Regions from separate parts of the Gossypium hirsutum genome. Here region 1 is linked to region 2. The links are chromatin contacts, called in public Hi-C maps. All regions are on one chromosome and are shown on one strand. Each heading gives the region's core, a stretch centred on a gene start, on an enhancer-like site or on the middle of the called end of the contact. The rest is flanking DNA. Distances are from core to core; before and after follow the strand shown.

Region 1 (5,797 bases), core at 3,245-5,744, 130 kb before region 2:
AATGTCTATCCAACATCATCAACTCACAAGTTAGTAAGTTTTCCATGATAATATGAAATCAACCATATTTACAACATAAAGTAGTTCACATTTCCATTCATAAAGTCATGTTTCAATCCAATTGCATACTTATCTTTCTGTTCCCTTTTGTTGCTCTTTGAACTATTTAGAATTATATCGGATACACGGAAAATCTCACACCAAGTGTGCCTATACATATAACCATAACATTTCCTTTACATCATTGCTCACACGAGCTGTGAAATAGGCCTGTTCACACGAGCTGTGGGTTGGAATGTAAGTTATACGATACTGCTCACACGAGCTGTGGGTTGGAATGTAAGTTATACGATACTGCTCACACGAGCTGTGGGTCGGAATGTAAGCTATACGATGCCACTCACACAAGCTGTGGAGTATCCACAAAAAATGCAAGACCTTCACCATCGGTAGGACATTTAGGACCAGCAACAAAAACATAAAATCCCTAATGACATGTCATTTGTATCCTAAGAATTCCTAAGGTTCAACAGGGACTCAATATCCGTAAATTCATCATAATTTTGTTACATTTCTATATTGATCAATTACATTAAGCATAACATAGTAAGTGTTCAATATAAATAACATTAATATGATAATCGTTCATACGAACTTACCTCGATGACTAGAATCGAAGAAATTAGGTCGAACTAATCCGAAGCTTTAGCTTTTCTTTGATCTAAGTCCTAACGTGGTTTATCTTGATCTAAATAGGTAATTTCAATTAATTAAATACTTCTAGCATTTAATTTAATCCACATTTCATATTTTACAAAATTACCAATTTGCCCCTAACATTTTAACTTTCACAATTTAATCCTTAAGTTTATATATTGCAATTTAACCATTTTAACTTAAATCCATGTTAATCATAGATACAAGGGACCTTGAAATAACTCATATTTAGTATCATTTCACAATAAAACCCTAGAATTTACACCTTTAACAATTTAATCCCTAACTCCAAAATTCATAAAAAATCAATTAACAAAGCTTGTTTATTTTCCAAAATAATATATCATTTAACATCAAAACCTACTAAAAAACATCCATGGCATAACCCTAAACCTTTAACAGTTTTGCAAATTAACCTCCAGGCTAGCTAGATTAAGCTAAAACTATATCAAAAACATAAAAATCATTAAAAATGGGGCTCGGGATCACTTACATGCACACACCTAAGCTAATCGAACCTTCAAACCCTAGCAATGGCTATTCTTCCTTCAAAATTCTGTAGAGAAAATGAATAATGAAGATGAAGCAAATTTTGTTTTGTTTAATTTAGGTTTTATTTGTTCAATTATCATTTTAACCTTTAAAAACTATTATAATTACTATAAAACCTTGCCATGTGCATCCACTATCTCATTTAAATAGTTTATTTACCATTCAAGTCCATTAACTTTCGTTTCAAAGTCATTTAACCCCTTTAGCTAATAGAACTCTACTTTTTTTTAACTTTTTATGATTTAGTCATTTTCACTTAATTAACTATTTAAACATTAAAATTTAAGAAATTTTAATACGACCATAATAATATCCCGTAGACTTGTAATAAATAATAAAAATATAATTTACCCATCGGGATTGTGGTCTCGAAACCACTGTTTCTGTCATCACAAAAAATGAGCTGTTACAAGCAGCAAAGCCAGAAGTGTCTTCTTCCTAGGGCCCTGCCAATCAAATCACCTTCATTAGTTACAATGCAGGATATTATGTCAACTTAAAGATTTCATTTTGCACCCACATCTGAGGGAACGACAAATAATTACCAAACAATATATTCACATAAAAAGATGATTATGGATTTGAATCTAGAAGACACCCTGATCACAACCCATTTTATCGAATCCCCTAAATTTATTGTTAGCAGACACAAATTGTAAATCTTCTCATCTGTAACATGGTAAGCACCTGGATACTGCAGCCATTTCAAAGTCAAAACAATCATTAGTAGGCTCCACTGGAATAAATCAGGTAGTAGAACTATAACTTATCAGCAAAGAAAATCATTGATTCATAGTGCTTTCTGAAAATGTTCAACTACAATCTATCCAATCAATTTCATAGGAAGCTTTATATTCTTAGGCAACCATGTTGCCAGAACAAAATTGAATGTCTTCAGTTAGAATGAATTTGGCCTAGGCAGTAGGTAAGCAAAATTCATGCAAAGGATTAAGGCAATGTGTACTTGGGTGCTTGAATCGGTCAAAGCTCTGTGCCTATGCCAAAGATCACTTAAAATGTGTTTTGAAATTAAAGACTAATGAAGAACATATAAGACATGCTAGAAATTTTCAACATTAGAAACTTGTGTTTCCATATTCACATCAGTTATTAATTTCAACACATCAATTAAGACTATAATGAATAAAAAATTAACAATAAACAAGATAAAAATACATAAAATAAGCTAAATTACCATAGGTATTCCTAGCTCTTTAAGGTCATTTTCACCCATTTGCTTCAATGCAGTCATATCCACCTGAGTAAGATATCAAACCTAAAGATCAATCGAGCTATAGATAAAAATAAAGCAATTTACCAATCAAAATTACATCTGTCTATGATATTTCAGAAACCTAAAACTATTAAGTAAATCTTCAGATTTTGGAAGATAGAATAGCTGCAGCAACACCATACAGGAAATTTCTCTATGTACAATCTATTTGGAAATATCAATACTCAAATGCCTTGAAGATACTTATAATTGTTTTATAAGACATTCATAAGTTTAACAACAATACCAAATTTATAATCATTGAAAACACACAAACACCAGCCATAGTTGGCAGAATAACCATATCTGACATTTGTCAAGTAAAAGTAGATTTTGATAATTTATTTAAAGTAAAATCAATAAAAATATGTCCCTGCATCTCTACAGCATAAAATCCTCTACCCCTTTTTGTCATTTTGGGAAGAGGGTTGTCAATTTGGCATGGGGAGGGATATGAAGGTACGTGAATCATCCTTCATTCTTAGTATTTGTCAAAACTAGAACCAATGACTCAAGTAAATGTTATTGGGAAGCTACTAGTCCAGCTCCACAACATATATTATACTAGATATGAATAAGCCCTACAATTTCCACATACATTTTCACTATCATCTTAACCCTGCTTCATTTTTACAATAAATAAAACATCATTTGGTGAAGTGTAAATGAAAAATTGCTACGTACATATCTACTTGAAAATAAAGTGTATAAACAAGATAAAATGCATCAAAAATTTTATCTGGGTATTAATTAAAAGGAGAAAAGAAAGAAGCTGGTTGCTCACCACAAACAAAAGTTCTTTTCTTTCTTTGGATGGAAGAAATGAAAAACTAAAACATTTCATTTAAGTGGGAATAATAGCCCCAAGTTTCCATTTTTCATTTTCTCGCAATCCAAACAAAAGTCCAAGTTTCCAATAGTCGACGTTAAAGGCCTCTCTCCCAGTTCCCGGCCCAATCTTTGCTTGTTCCATTTTCAATAACCCTAAAAATAAACCAAGACTTCGAAATTAAAAAAATAGATTTATTCTTAGGATAACAAAAAGAGCAGAGAGGAAAACAAAAGGAAGAACAGAAGAGAGAAAAATGTTTACCTGAAGGATGTTGCGATGAAGGGGAGGAGTGCTAGTGGCCGGAGGCGAATGAAGCAAGGGAGGTTGAGATTGAGAGTGGTTATTGAGTTGAGTGAGAACATTTTTAGGTGAGAAAGTGAGAAGGGTAAAATGGAATTCTTTGGGCACCGAATCAGCATTCAATGGGAATGAAAGGGAATAAAAATGGCTCTTATCCTCTCCATAAGCCTGTAATGGAATATAACCATAATAGGCATTCCACTCAACCAAACATTGGTTTGTGGAGGGCCTGCAGAATTGAGTTGTAATGGCATAACTATTACAGTGAACCAAGCATGGCCTTATTGGTGGGATGGATAAAAATAATGGGTGTCAGGTATTTAAAAAAAGTACGAAGTTTAGGTAGAAGGTAGGTTAAAATAAAATTAGGTCTCAAGTAGTATAAATTGTCAAATTTAGGTATCTCCATATATATTTACGCTTTATTGAAATTTATTTCAAAGATATAATATTATATGTTTGAATTTGTAATGATTATTTAAAAAATAATTCGTATATTCAAATTAAAATTTATATATAATTAACATTAATTACTTGACAAATATTTAAAGTTTATTTTATATTAAAATATTAACAATAAGTTACAATAAATTATTTTTAATATTTTTATTAAAATATCATAATATTAAAAGAATAAATATTATTTAAATACATATTATTATTTTACTATATTATATTTAACATAAATATTTGAAGTCTAAAAACACTTTTTAACAAATTGGTTAAATTTTGCATCAAACTTAGCCCAATAAATCTCAAATAATAGTCTATGGGCTAAACTTCAATAGGCATTAAGGGCTTTTGCAGGGTTTTAGATCCTATAGGGTTTCTTTACCTTCTTTGCACTACGGTTTTTCTTATCATTTTTCAGGAACGAAAATGAATTTAACGTAATCGAAATATTTGTAACCTATGACTATGACGTTCGACTAATTTGTACACAAATAGTGGAAAGTAAAAGAAAAGTGCAGTCGATTGATGATGATTTTGGTGATTTGTATGCTGATGTTGAAGTCCAAGCTAGCTCCGCTGTTGGCGAACCACAGGAGAATAACCCTGGCAATGGCTTCAAAAGCACCGAGGTGCATAATAAGTTCATCGCCGGTTCAGTTACGGAAGATAGTGACAGCGAGGACGATTTGAACATTGTGTTGAATGATGATGATTGCGATAAGTTTTCGGTCACCGGTGCTAGGAGTCACGGTGGTAGCTACGAGGAGAACGAAAATGGTGATTTTGGTGTAGATGGAACCGGGTCGGATAATATTTCAAGGCGAATGGAACCGTTTAGTGATGGGTCGGAGCTGAAATTTAGAGGGAATGGTGTAGAAAGAGGGACTGGAGCTAAAATTGAGGTTAATTCTCTCTTCAATGTAACTTTTTTTTGCTAATGTATTGTACTTAAAGTAGCATAGTTTTATTTATTTATGTTTCGTTTCGTTTCGTTTCGTTTTTGTATATGTTAGTATTGTTTTAGCTTTTTTTTTAATGGAGAAAATGAACATTTCTTTCCTTGATGTAAATTACAACCATTTGTGCTCTTAATTTTGATCTTTATTGTATCAAAGGAGTGTATACTTTTTTTTTTCTAGATTTGTGTTAATTCATGATTTGAGTTTTTATATCGTAGTATGTGAGACCTCATGGATCATCATTTCCAAGTAATATAAGGGTTAATGGACATACTGGTGTGTTGTCATTTTCTTCTAAGTCGAGAAGAGGTGACCGGGAAGACGATGTTTACAGCCAAAACAAGGTTGCTACCATGAAACCATTGCTAGTGTTAAAGGGTTTCTCTGCCTCCCAAAAGAAGGAAGAAAACGAGGGATTCCATAAAAACTAAAAAGGAGACTAGTACTTGTTTAAAACTTGAAAACAAGATTTACTGTTGGCACTTGACATATCTAGTATGTTTACATCTGGCATTTTAAGCTTTGTCTGCTTGTATCAGCTTCTGATGGCTGCATAGTTGTACCATATTTTAGTGATTATTTTAGTAAGCTTTTCTTTATTGTTATTATTATTATAAACCACTGACAGCCTAATTTTTTTAAAAAAATCTGATTAGGTCTTTGCAGCCGGCATCTAATCAAACTTCACTAGAGACCAGTGATCATGGCAAG
Region 2 (5,671 bases), core at 1,136-3,635:
TTTACTATTTTCTTTTACAATTTCTAACTTGTTAGTCCAAAATTGGTTATTTCATTTTTACTTTAAACAAACTAAATAATTGCATTTTGAGCATAATCGCTTATTTGGAAATTCTTTAAAACAAGGCAATGTTTCTTGCTTGGAAATTCGAGAAATCGTGCCCTAACATACTGGGTTTCAATTTACCGGTTTACCAAATAACCGAATATCCTTTTAAATTTCGATGCATAAGTTTTGGAAACTATGAGATGATTTTGGATACGAAGATTTAAATTGTCGTATCCTAACGTACTGGATGTGATATTTTATTTCTTTGGAATAAGAGAATATTAACATTCGATTCGAGTATGTTCAAATATTTTTAAATAGGATTGTATTCTCAAAATCATTTCATTTTTCCGACACTAAGACATAAATTAATCAATTGGGTACCAATTTTGGGCATTGCGAGAATGCTAACCCTTCCTCTTACGTAAACGACTCCCGAACCCGCTTTCTTGACTTTTGTGGGCCGAAATTAATTTTATTATAAATCAAAATGTTTTATTAGGTGTTTCTATCACACCTAAACAAAAATGATTGGTGGCGACTCCATTTTTCGTTTTAAAGTTGACCCCCGTTTTTTCAAAAAAATAGTTTCGACAATATCTACGAACTTGCTAGTGGCAATCTATTTAACTGGGCCCGCAAGTATGCATCTTTAAGAGCAACACCTAATTATGGGATGCAAAATATTGATAAACACCCAGTAGCATTTAGGATAACAGAATCTGGTGCCACATAGATAGAACCCTAAACCTTACAATAGGAATTTTCAACCTACAATCATTCCATAACATCCATAAACAAGTGAGATAATGCAAACTACAGGCAACTATTGCCAATAATGTCATAACAAAACTATGAAAGAGAAAAGAGAATGGATGTAAACATCTAGCAAACTTATTTTTCTAGGGCTTGATCCTCAGCATGTATGTAAGACCATAAGTTTCAGTGTTTTTGTAACATGATAGAATTATCTGGACTTAAAAAAAAGGGAATGCGTACTGCCCTCTGTCATTCAGCGCCTTCTGCCATGCCTCGAGCTCTTCCTTCGATTGCTCCGATCATCAGAATCGGAATCTGAAGCCGAGTCTGAATCAGAAGACTCAGAAGATGAGCTGTACCTTCTACGCCTCCCCTTCTTTTGCTTCTGCTTCTTCTTCCTCCTCCGACTCTTCCTCTCTTCCTCCGACTCAGATGATGAGCTGTAATCAGTACTACTCCCTTCTGAAGAATAATCCGATCCCGTTACAAATGAGGCACCACTGTCAGTCTCAAAAACTGAAGCCTCACTATCACTACCAGAACCAGAATCTGACCGATACTTCCTTTTGCTTTTCTTAGACCTATTATCATCCTTCTTATCCTTGACATCTGGGATGTCCAAATCATAAGAGATTGAAAGTTTCATCCTGAGTTTGGGGTTCTTAAGCTGCTGAGTTCTCGAGGGTCGTGACATGTAAACCCGTTCGTTCTTGCACTCGTATGTCCAATGCCCTGCTTGAAAACACTTTTGGCACCGGGAAGCACCCATTGTAGACATTGATGTCTTGTCTTTCCTTTCCCCTAACCTCACCGCCTTCTCTGTGCTCATCAAATACATCTGCCTCTTGGCTTCCCGCTTCTCCTGCCATCTGCTAGGCCCTTCTTCCTTTTGCCCATAAGCATTAACATTTCGAGCTGCGGCAGCAGCTGCCCTTTCAGCCTGAGCTCGACTGAGGCCTTTTGCAGCAGTCAATGCAGCAGCCTTGATTCTGTCGGCAGCAGCTTGAGTTTTTTCTTCTTTCTTACTTGACATCTTTTAGATGTCAACAAATAAACCAGACTATGCCGATATGCAGATTACACAATCTCCAAGAGAATAAATTAAACCCAACCCAAATCCTTCAACACCCTATATTCAAATACCCAGTTATGTCATTCAATTGTTTAATCGAATAGAACAGAAGTAGCAAATAATCTAATCAATGGACTAAAGACAAGGAATTTAAACATGCGAAAGAAAATAAAATTCTGCAAAAAACTTTTAAAAAAGGGACTTTAAAAACAGTCACAAAACCCTAATTCAGAACAAAAAAGGTTGAATATTGTTTCTTTCCTATTAACCCTCAACTGAGAATTTTTTTGGGGGAAATTAACGAACATAAATCTAAATATTAAGTGCATAAAACATTAGAAACGATAAAGAGGAGAAGAAAATTAACGCGTACCTGAACTTCGTGGCCTAAGGATCCAAATCGAAGACAAAGAGGAAAGTTTATAACTTTATTATTAATAAGAGAAATGGGAATGGGATTTTCGTCTTTTCCCCTTTATTTAAGCTAATTGCGACGAAACCATGATTTAAAGGCTCCTTTTACGTAATGTCAAATTCTTTTATTAGTCCCTGAAATTAATCCCTACACTTTGATTTAGTCCTTTCTAATCTTTATATTTTTTTAATTATATTTTTTTAATTTTAAAATTCTAGTCTAGACCCAAATAGTTATAGTCAAATTCTTTAAATTAAATTATCTTATTTTTTAAATCTTATAAAAAATAATATTATATATATTATTGTCATGCTTAATTTGTTACTTTCACATAATACTAAAAAAAATCATGTCATTTTAGTTAAGAAATATACTTGCACTATTTGAGCTAAGAGAATTTTGAAAAGTATAAAAATTTGAACTTATAAAATTAAAAAATAAAGATTAAATCAACATAGGGAGGAATCCAAAAAAAATTTTCTTTTAAATTTTTTGAATATCAATTTTACCTTGTATTCATTTTCAAAGGACTAAATAAAATATTTTTCATTTTCTGGAGGGGCCAAAGAATAATTTTTCCCTATATCAATCATTTATGGGCCTGACCCCCTTGTATCAACCCTTAATGTCAACGTTCAACAAAAGCTTCTCTAAAAGCTAGTCTTTGAGGCATATATGGTGGGGTGACAAGGCGCTTATTATTGTGAGAGGCAAGAGATAAATTAATGCTTTTGTATTCTCCACCATCTTTGTAGAAAGATAATATTTTTGGGTTAAAATGTCTTCCCATTTAGAGGAGGTCAATGAGAATGCAATAATATAATTTTTTATCGAGAGAGAAAATGGAGAGGGTGCCCATAAATCGTCAAAAATGATTTGGAGTGGCTTAGTGCTAAACAAAGTGAATGGTTTAACAGGCAGCCTACGAGCTCTATTGGAGTAGTAGAAATTACAGAAATGAAAATGCCAAACCAGCTATTGGATTGTCGAGTAACAAAACAGCTATGTACTTGTTATTTAGAAATAACGTTCTTTATAGTTGAAAGCTCCAACAAAGCATGCTCTACAAAATTAGTCTAAAGACCCTGCCCCTGCCACTGCCAGCCATAAATTAAAACATTACTCCACTTCATCATCTTTCTTAAAAGTCTAGAAGGTTTGCAGCAGTAGAAAGAGCAGCTCCACTAATGGCACAATGCAGAACCTGCTCGTGGGTAGTATTATCACACGTCAGTGCTACTGCCATCCCTGTTATCGCCCCTGCCACTGCACTATTTGTCTGCACCCAACGACAATGCCGTTAAAACAAATAATGTGTGTAAAATTCAACAATGGAACCATTTAACCTGGCTGCAGTTCTTGAGGGCTAAACATTATTTTTGTTAGCTCTTGGAATCTTCACATTAGATGTCAATGATTTGTGGATGAAACAAAAGAGAGAACAAGATGGGGATGCTTCTTTACCCAATCATGAGATCCACGAGCCTCTTTTAGCCCAAATGTAAGCCCTGAATATAATCCAGCAGCCAGCCCTGCATCGTATAATTCAATTCATGGTGCATGGTAAAAGCCATATATCTTTGTCATTTCTGAATATGAGCGTTTCACTCATCACTGTTGCTCCAAATGAAACTAATAACCTATTAGAGACAATAACTAAACTTACCCCACTGTAGAGATTCTTTTCCAGTGTGCTTCACCTGTACAACATTGTAAAAAGTAAGCCTCCTTTCTTTTTTGCCTTTTTTTTTTTAATAAAAAAAGGCCTTCGTCTTTGTGCACCCAACTTGCCAACTTGAAATATGATATTCATGTCCAACACATGATGGAGAATATTGATACAAATTTATGAAAAAAATACCTGTATATGTATACCTCGAGTACGGCCACAAATCATATGAAAGCTCAACAAAGTTTACCAACTTATTACAAGATCTATTGAGGTTACTTATGTAGAAGAGTCATCATACTAGCTAGTTTCAATCACTATACATCATTGACTGTCTTTTCACTTGAAATTTTATGTACTTGTGAAAGGACTCACCATTGCTTCAAGAGAATTTCGACTGGTTTCCCCTGCAATCAAACATCAAATCAATTTCAACTTTCATTAGTAACTGTGAAACTAACACATGAATAATATATGAAACTGCGAAAATCATCCAACAAGGAAGAGAAATTAAACTTAATTTGCACTTCCGAATTCAGTAAATAATTAAGCCAAAGAAGTTTTTAGTATTTTAAGGTTCAATCTCATCTCAAAAAATCTGTAAGAAGAAAACCAAAAAGACAAAGCAATTAACTCCTTCCGAGTAAGCGACAAAATGAAATTAGCTAAAGGTGAGCCTGGAGGAATCGATCTTCATGTATCAGCCATCACCCACAAGCATGTATAATATTGCACGAGACACCAAAGACTGTTCCTGTTTACCTCCCTTTTCTAATGCTAAGCTTGTGTTAAAAAGAAAAAGGATTCATGAATGGCATGCATTGATGCATACCTCTGAGGCCAGGGAAGCCTTGCTTCTTATTCTTGACACCAGTGATATCAGTCGATTTAATGGGTCCAGTTCCTGCACCAAAACCACAACCCCACATCACAGAACCCATCACCAAAACAAAATGAAAAAGCATAAGCAATTGCGTTTGCCTTCAAAAGCTATATGACAAGCCTCCCTGGCGATAGCTTGAAGTGCTCCAATCTGCACACCCACACCCATCACAAAATATTAGTTTGGGGAAATAGAGGGACCGAAATATTGAAGATGAGAAATAATATTACATACACCAGCAGTTTTGACAAAGCTCTGAGCAGACCAGTTGAGAAGAGGGTGTCCCAGGTCGAAGAAATCTCCCTTATCGAAGCGCAATTCATCAAACAAAGACTTCGCCTCCGAGTTACCACTCATGGTTTCTTCTTGGGTTTTCTGACGTAACGCTTCTTGATCTATCGCGTTAAAACTTCTTCAGGGAGAGATGCTAATGGCTGTCGAAGATGGTGTACCCGATATCAATCGGAAGATTGAACAAGTGAAAATGCTATGATATTTGTACAAGAGATTGTAGGAGACAAGTTGAGAAGATATAGGACACGTGTTTATGAAACCTTATGTATCTCCTGCATGGGGAACCAGATATGGCGGATTTCGTGGCGATTCTCGGGACGCTCTGTTTCATATTCTTCGCCACGTATCTTTCAGTCCGTATACCTGGCCAAGCCCAATGTTGCGTGTTCTTCCATTTGCAGTGCCATGCATGGTACACTTTCTAGTAACAACTTGAGATTTTAGAACGATTAAGTGCAAAAGTAAAAGCCCAATCCATTAAAATTCTTCAAATCAGTAAAACAAGTAAATTGGGGGGTTTAGCGGATTTAA

What was found. A called contact is a pair of places that touch in the nucleus more often than the background predicts.
Region 1: a contact with region 2 is called in a Hi-C map of leaf, with 2.2 times the contacts expected there. The contact joins the promoter of LOC107943160 here to the promoter of LOC107896623 in region 2. A contact is called at or near these places in 2 of 34 Hi-C or Micro-C datasets (both in leaf).

The regions. Positions count from the first base shown.
Region 1 is chrA10:100,821,471-100,827,267 of Gossypium_hirsutum_v2.1, reverse strand. LOC107943160 reads left to right here and starts at 4,494. Exons shown (of 3, transcript XM_041079132.1): 1 at 4,494-5,029; 2 at 5,743-5,797. It overlaps LOC107943161 (a long non-coding RNA gene), which reads right to left and starts at 3,993. Exons shown (of 6, transcript XR_005903516.1): 1 at 3,636-3,993; 2 at 3,327-3,526; 3 at 2,465-2,527; 4 at 1,621-1,963; 5 at 660-1,273.
Region 2 is chrA10:100,689,586-100,695,256 of Gossypium_hirsutum_v2.1, reverse strand. It overlaps LOC107896623 (zinc finger CCHC domain-containing protein 10), which reads right to left and starts at 2,385. Exons shown (of 2, transcript XM_016821825.2): 1 at 2,253-2,385; 2 at 735-1,936. The coding sequence starts at 1,840. The coding sequence ends at 1,061. It overlaps LOC107896622 (outer envelope pore protein 16-2, chloroplastic), which reads right to left and starts at 5,562. Exons shown (of 8, transcript XM_016821824.1): 1 at 5,401-5,562; 2 at 5,081-5,280; 3 at 4,945-4,996; 4 at 4,796-4,867; 5 at 4,339-4,370; 6 at 3,961-3,994; 7 at 3,759-3,826; 8 at 3,286-3,573. The coding sequence starts at 5,203. The coding sequence ends at 3,436. It overlaps LOC107896621 (serine/threonine-protein phosphatase 4 regulatory subunit 3), which reads right to left. Exons shown (of 19, transcript XM_016821822.2): 19 at 5,595-5,671.